Linked DNA regions of Anas platyrhynchos: region 2 is linked to region 1. Evidence: chromatin contacts called from public Hi-C data. All regions are on one chromosome and are shown on one strand. The core of a region is the stretch at or near the end of the contact, and the rest is flanking DNA. Distances in the headings are between cores, read along the strand shown. Region 1 holds the start of SLCO2A1 (solute carrier organic anion transporter family member 2A1). Region 2 overlaps RYK (receptor like tyrosine kinase).

Region 1 (2,732 bases), core at 190-2,689:
AAGGCAGTGTGTGGAGTGGGCGTTTTGCTGCCTCTGGTGGGGGTCACGACATGGGGATGCTAGCCCCACATACTGCTTCGCTGTGCAGAGGCGATTTTACAGGGAAAAGTGGCAGCAGCTGCTGCTGGAGGTGGTTGTTATAACAAAGCGAGCGTCACAGTCCTGCAGAATAAACGGAAACGACGGAGCTGCTCACCAGCAGGTTCGGAGTTCCCTGAAAAATGGGATCAGCAGCATATAGGGCTCAAGGGGGGTGAGCGGAGGAGCTGGCTGCATTCTTGAGCTGAGCTTTCCTATCAGCAAGGTCAACATTTCAGTGCCATCACAACTCTTAGGGCTGAGAGGTGGGTAGCAGGGCTTGGCATTGCATCTTGACCCTAAACCCAGCAAATCTGGGGATCGGAATAGCAAAAGTGGAGAAAAAAAGATTGGAAAAAAGGATGCTTGTTTTGCCAGCTGCAGGTAGGGACTGTCTGCTTGTCCCTGTACATGGTGCTCTCCAGCCATCAGGAAGCAGACACCCAAAAGCAGCTCATTTTCCCTTGGCCATGTGGGTTTTTGCACCGCTCTGAAGCCCCAGGGCTGGTGGGACTGGTTCTGTGCCCCAAGAGCAGAGGGGAGCACGCGGGTCCCTCTCCCATGGGCGCAAGGCACCCTCTCGTGGTGAGCAGCCACCCGTTGGTGGCACCGGGTGCCAGCAGGGCCCCTTCACCCAGCTCCTCGGCATCTCTGCCCTCCTTTGCCAAAGATCCCGTGGGTTTTGGGGAATCCACATCGTAGAGGAAGTGCTACCCCCCACCCTGGCACTGCTCTACTCTAGCCACCCCCCCCCCCCAAGCAGAACCTTGGGGTGCAAGTGGGACCCCGTGCTCGGTGGGGACCTCCTCCCCGGGACCCACCAGTACTCCCACAGCAGAGAAACTATTCAGGGAGGTGAGGTTTGGGTTCTCCAGGCTCAGGCCACCCCATTTCCCAGGGGGTCCTCCAGCTCTCTCTCCCACCTCCCCGCTTCATATGAGGAAAGAAGATAATTTTGACAGAGTGCTAGAAGTTGGCTTCCCCCAGCCCTTCTCCCTCTGACACTTTTTCTCCCTCATGGTAATAAATCAGTGCTTTGCATAAACAAAGCCCCAGAGAGGTATTACTTAAAACAGCACCCAGGAACCACACAAATGCAGTTTTTTCCACGAGAGAGAAGCAGGAGGAGTTTGGAGGCTTTTGTGTGTATGTGTGTGTTGTTTGTTTTTTCCTCTGTGACTCCTTGCCAAAGGGAGGGATTTCTCACCACAGTCCTCATCCTCAAAAAGCCCAGATCCGGTGGGCGCCCAGCAGCTTGCTGCACGCTCACGTTGGCTTCCTGCAGCTTTAAAGTTCCCTCTACACCCAAAGGAAAAGAGGGAGGAGAAAGGGTTTCATCATCACTCCCGAGAGCAGACTTATAAAAACTTTGCGCTCACGCTGCCTGGCTCACTCGCGGGCTCGCAGGGTTTTCGGAGCGGGACGGGACACAGCGGGACGGCGCTGGCGAGCGCTCACCGTCTCGGGAGCCTGCACACAGAGTCCAGCTCCTCGGGGAGCCCAGGGAGGCCAGCACACCATGGGAGTCCACCCTGAAGCCAGCAAGTCCCCGGTCAACGTCCCCAAAAGCTCCAGCACCTGCTCCCGCGGTATCTTCTGCAACATCAAGGTAAGGAGCGGTGCTCCAGCGGCGATGCGGGAGGAGGAGGCTGGCCCCGAGAGCAGCCCTGGTGCAAGCTGCTGGTAAAGCAGAGGCTGATTGCAAAGGTGCAGATAATGAATCTCACGTCCTTGGTCCCGAATAATGCCACAGAGGACCAGGGGCTTGGCATGCCGTGGGCTGTGGGGCTCGCCTGTCGCATCCAGGACATGGTGTGCCGCCGCTTAGGGAATGATTAACCACATCCTGGTGCGAAAGGAAAACACTGCCCTATAATAACGCCGATTCGCTTGAAAAGCTTTGGCGGGGAGAAGAGTGGTTTTGTGAACGGCAGGGCCGGCTGGCACATCCCCAGCGGGGAGGGGGACTTCCCTGCTTTGCCTTGCAGTGTTTGAGGCAGCCAGGAACAATTTTGGGGTGCACAGCAGGAGAACAGCTGTGGCAGAGGGGGACCCCTTGCCTGGGTGTGCTTCCCACTGGTGTTATCAAACACGGGTGGAGGTTTGCAGCATGCCAGCAGTGCTGTGAGGAAGACTTTGTCCGCGCTTCCCAGCTAAGTGCAGCTTTGGGAAGCTGGGGTGCAAAGCGTCATAGCCCAGGATGGGTTTGTTTTTTATTTATCGCCAAGTGACAATGCTTTGGGTTTGTGGGCGATCACGCCAGGAGTGCGTTGGCAGCCAGTCCATCCAGTCCCACATCCCCAAAGGTCCCTGCTGCTGTCTCAGCGGGTGACTTGATGGCCCGTTCTGGCTGTGAGCTGCAGGAGGAAGAGCTCGAGATCACCGCAGGTAATAAACAGGATAATGGAGAGCTGCATGTATGGAGGGTGCAGAGGGGACTGGTGAAAAAAGGTGGCCCCAGCCTCCTTCAGGCTGTGCTGCTAATGCCCGTGGCTCAGGTGGGGTGAAGCGGTAAAAGCGTTGCTAAACTCAGTGCTTTGTTTAAGGCTGTAAAATTACAAGGATTAAAAAACAAGCAAACAAACACAACCTGCCACCACCAAACGTAAATTTGTTTCTCCAGGGATGCTTGGTCAGGGGCTGCATGCAGGACC
Region 2 (2,988 bases), core at 189-2,688, 65 kb before region 1:
CAGCTACAATAACTTTTTAAATAGCTTTTTTTTTGGTAGTATTTTATCTTGTGGATAAGGCAAGAAACATTTCACTACATTTTTGTGAAATTTGTGTGTTTATTGCATACTGTGTGCAGCTGTGGTCCTATCCCCCAAAAATCTCATTGTTGGACTTTTAGGAAGAGGAAGGAAGGGTGATGAGTGAGGAATGACAAAGTAGGCTAGTGAGAAACTTTAAAAAAGCCATTTGTCCAAAGTCCAGTCTGAAAAATCTTGTGCTTAATCTGATAACTTTGTATTTATTACAGTATCAAGCAGTTGTGTTCATGTCTATTTTTGTTTTTAAAACAGCATTAGTGACAGCAGTAGCTCCCAAGGTTTATCCCAACCTTCCACGCAGACAACGCAGTACTTGAGAGCCGATACACCAAACAATGCAACGCCAGTAACCAGTAAGTGTTAATCTAATTACAGAGCCTTGCAACAGACTGTCTTGGACCCAGCTGGAGTATTAATGGTAGGGTCACACTGAGTCTGTATTCAGAAATACAGAAACAGAAGAGCAGGAAAAACTCCTGTCTCTATTAGTTTGTCTCTTTTGAGTTCATGGTGTGTGGTTCATGTGGTTTTATTTAGCCACGTCATAGTCAAGATTGAGGACTCCATAAGATCTGGGACACAGGATTCATCACATGAGTGTTATACTGCCTTTGGGTCAACGGGATATTCTCCCTGCACATAGATCTGTCAGTGAGAAAGGCTGCCCCAGTGTCTGAAGCATCTGCTTTCTTAGTGCTGGAAAGAAGCTGACTTCTGCAGCATCAAGCAGAAGGTGGGATAGACCTGGCAGAGATAACAGTAAGGAAGGATCCAAATAGCCTTAGCCTGACCATTTGTTACTGACTGGAGACCGAAGCAAGCGATGTCATTGACTCCTGATGGTTATTTTATTATTTTTGCCCTGTTGCTGCAACATGCAAAGGAAAAGAACGGGGCAGAAAAACTTGATAAGGGTTATATATTTATGCTTCCTTTTTAACAGCTTTGCTTGAAAGAATACGGGGGGAGGGGGAAATATTTCCATAGAGAAATAGAGAGCGAGCAGTGAATTAAAAAGAAGGGTGAAGCAGCAGTGATTTATATGCTCTGTGATGAACTGATATTAGCTGTGTTCTGTGCTAACTCAAATTCCTAACAATATTTGTTATTTGTCGAGTCTTTACTTCTGCAGTTATTGTCTGTCATCTCTAGGGGAGAGGTACCCCGTATAGCATAGTTCTAGTGAAAGGATCTTCCTGAGATAAGTAAGGAGGAACTGATGCAGCCCTGGGTATGCAGGTCAGTCTCATCTAAGGCTGGACTGACCATGAGCATTTGCCTTGACCCTTGTGCGTACACACTGATCTCTTCTGACCGCTTCTGCCGAGTGACTGGCTTTTTGTTGACTTGGGTCTTTGAGCTGGCGCGTAGCCTAGCTGTATGAGCGCTGGTGTTGGTGCTTGGAGGGGTATGGGTCTGTGTGACTGAACACTGAAAGAGAGCAGGACTGCAGGACTTAGTCCAGACCAAATTGGCTGGCTCAAAGCACTGCTGGAGGGCCTGCTTTAAAAGATCTGAAAGTAGCCCTGGATAAATTGGCTCAAATTTCTGCTAGAGCCTACTTTAAAAGATCTGAAGTGAGGTAAGGGTTTATGGTAAAATGTGAGGGGAAAAATGGGGGGCCCAGCAGGAGGAGTGAACAGTCTCTGTTAATCTCAGTTGGCTTTTTTTTTTTTTTCTCAGTAGAGTAGAAATTGCCAAGCTGAAATGGTACTGTGGCCCTTGAGATCTTTTCAGGAAGTGGCTTCTGTTGTCATCTGCTGCCACCAATGATTCTCTATCCTCTAATGCTTAAGAGTTTTGTATTAATAACCTAAAGAGTCTTTTTTTTCAGCAATCTGATAAGTAGAAATGTCAATGTCTATCCTTTATACATTCTAATGTTTATCCTTTGGAGCTAGGTTAAAAACAATGATTAATGGCTTGATTTTTTTTTTTTTTTTTAAGCAACTAATAAGACCCCAAAATCTCTCCCATTTTTCTTCTGACTGCACTTAGTAGTGATACTAACCATCCGAAATCACAAGGGAGCAGTGCATGAGTATCACAATTACTGTTCAGCACTAGTGTCTTCCTGTTTCCTGCCCAGGTGTGGAAGCAGGTGTTTACCTAGGACTGAACTCCTGCAGCTTTGGGAAAGTCTTGGCTTTCTTCTAAATTGAATGAATTACTTCCTGAAACAAAAGAGAGATTTTTGTAATCTGAGTTCATCTTCTATTTGTAGAAAGCTGCCTGGAAACTTTATATGGTAGAAGCATTAAGAGAAATGCATCTATTAAAAATTTCCTTTCCACGTGGTTTGGAAGAAACCATGCTGTTGATGTGCTATCAACTTCAGGTTTTCAGGTTGGCCCTCTAAGTGGCACTGTTTAGTTAAAATGATTCTTGGAAACTCATCAGTGAGCCTCATGCAAAACGGAAGAAGACTAGAAAGCAAGGTAGCCTACAAACCAGGTCCTTATTGATGATTAAACTCTCCTCACTCAGATAAGTGTGGAAACAGCTGTAATGGCACCTGTTTGTTTAGTGTGTTCAGACCACGCTGCTTCAGAATGCCTTGTCTTTTAGGGCCAGGGAAGCACCCCCAGAAACATAGAAAATGGTGAAAATGAATATAAGAAAAAAGGTTGGATGCAGAAAATGAACAGGAGGATCACTGTTAGACCTTCCACAGTCGTTTTAACCTTGCATTCAATGACATTTAAATTTAAAACTTATTGTCAAAATGACTTTCAGGCTTTTTCTGTAATAATTCATGGTCTTGATCATTAAAAAAGTCAGGCCTCTTGTGTCCAGAAGAGGGCACTGGTATTTCTGGTTGTATTCTTGCCCCAGTGTTGGGGTAAGGTGTTTTCCTGATTCCACCAAGTCTTCCGGCAGTCTCCAACCTCAATCTTTACTTCCCTA

Evidence for each region. Hi-C and Micro-C count contacts between places; a contact is called where the count stands out from the background.
Region 2: a contact with region 1 is called in a Hi-C map of skeletal muscle, with 3 times the contacts expected there. The contact joins the enhancer-like site here to the promoter of SLCO2A1 in region 1. A contact is called at or near these places in 2 of 8 Hi-C or Micro-C datasets (liver and skeletal muscle).

What each region holds. Positions count from the first base shown.
Region 1 is chr9:15,192,584-15,195,315 of IASCAAS_PekinDuck_T2T, reverse strand. It overlaps SLCO2A1 (solute carrier organic anion transporter family member 2A1), which reads left to right and starts at 1,439. Exons shown (of 14, transcript XM_038183481.2): 1 at 1,439-1,687. The coding sequence starts at 1,598.
Region 2 is chr9:15,257,026-15,260,013 of IASCAAS_PekinDuck_T2T, reverse strand. It overlaps RYK (receptor like tyrosine kinase), which reads left to right. Exons shown (of 15, transcript XM_072042303.1): 7 at 334-434. Among named protein-coding and RNA genes, the nearest start is that of RYK, 28 kb to the left of the region's middle. Within about 2 kb of position 1,438, at least 1 of the 8 cell types and tissues checked has an H3K27ac peak or open chromatin away from gene starts, as enhancers often do.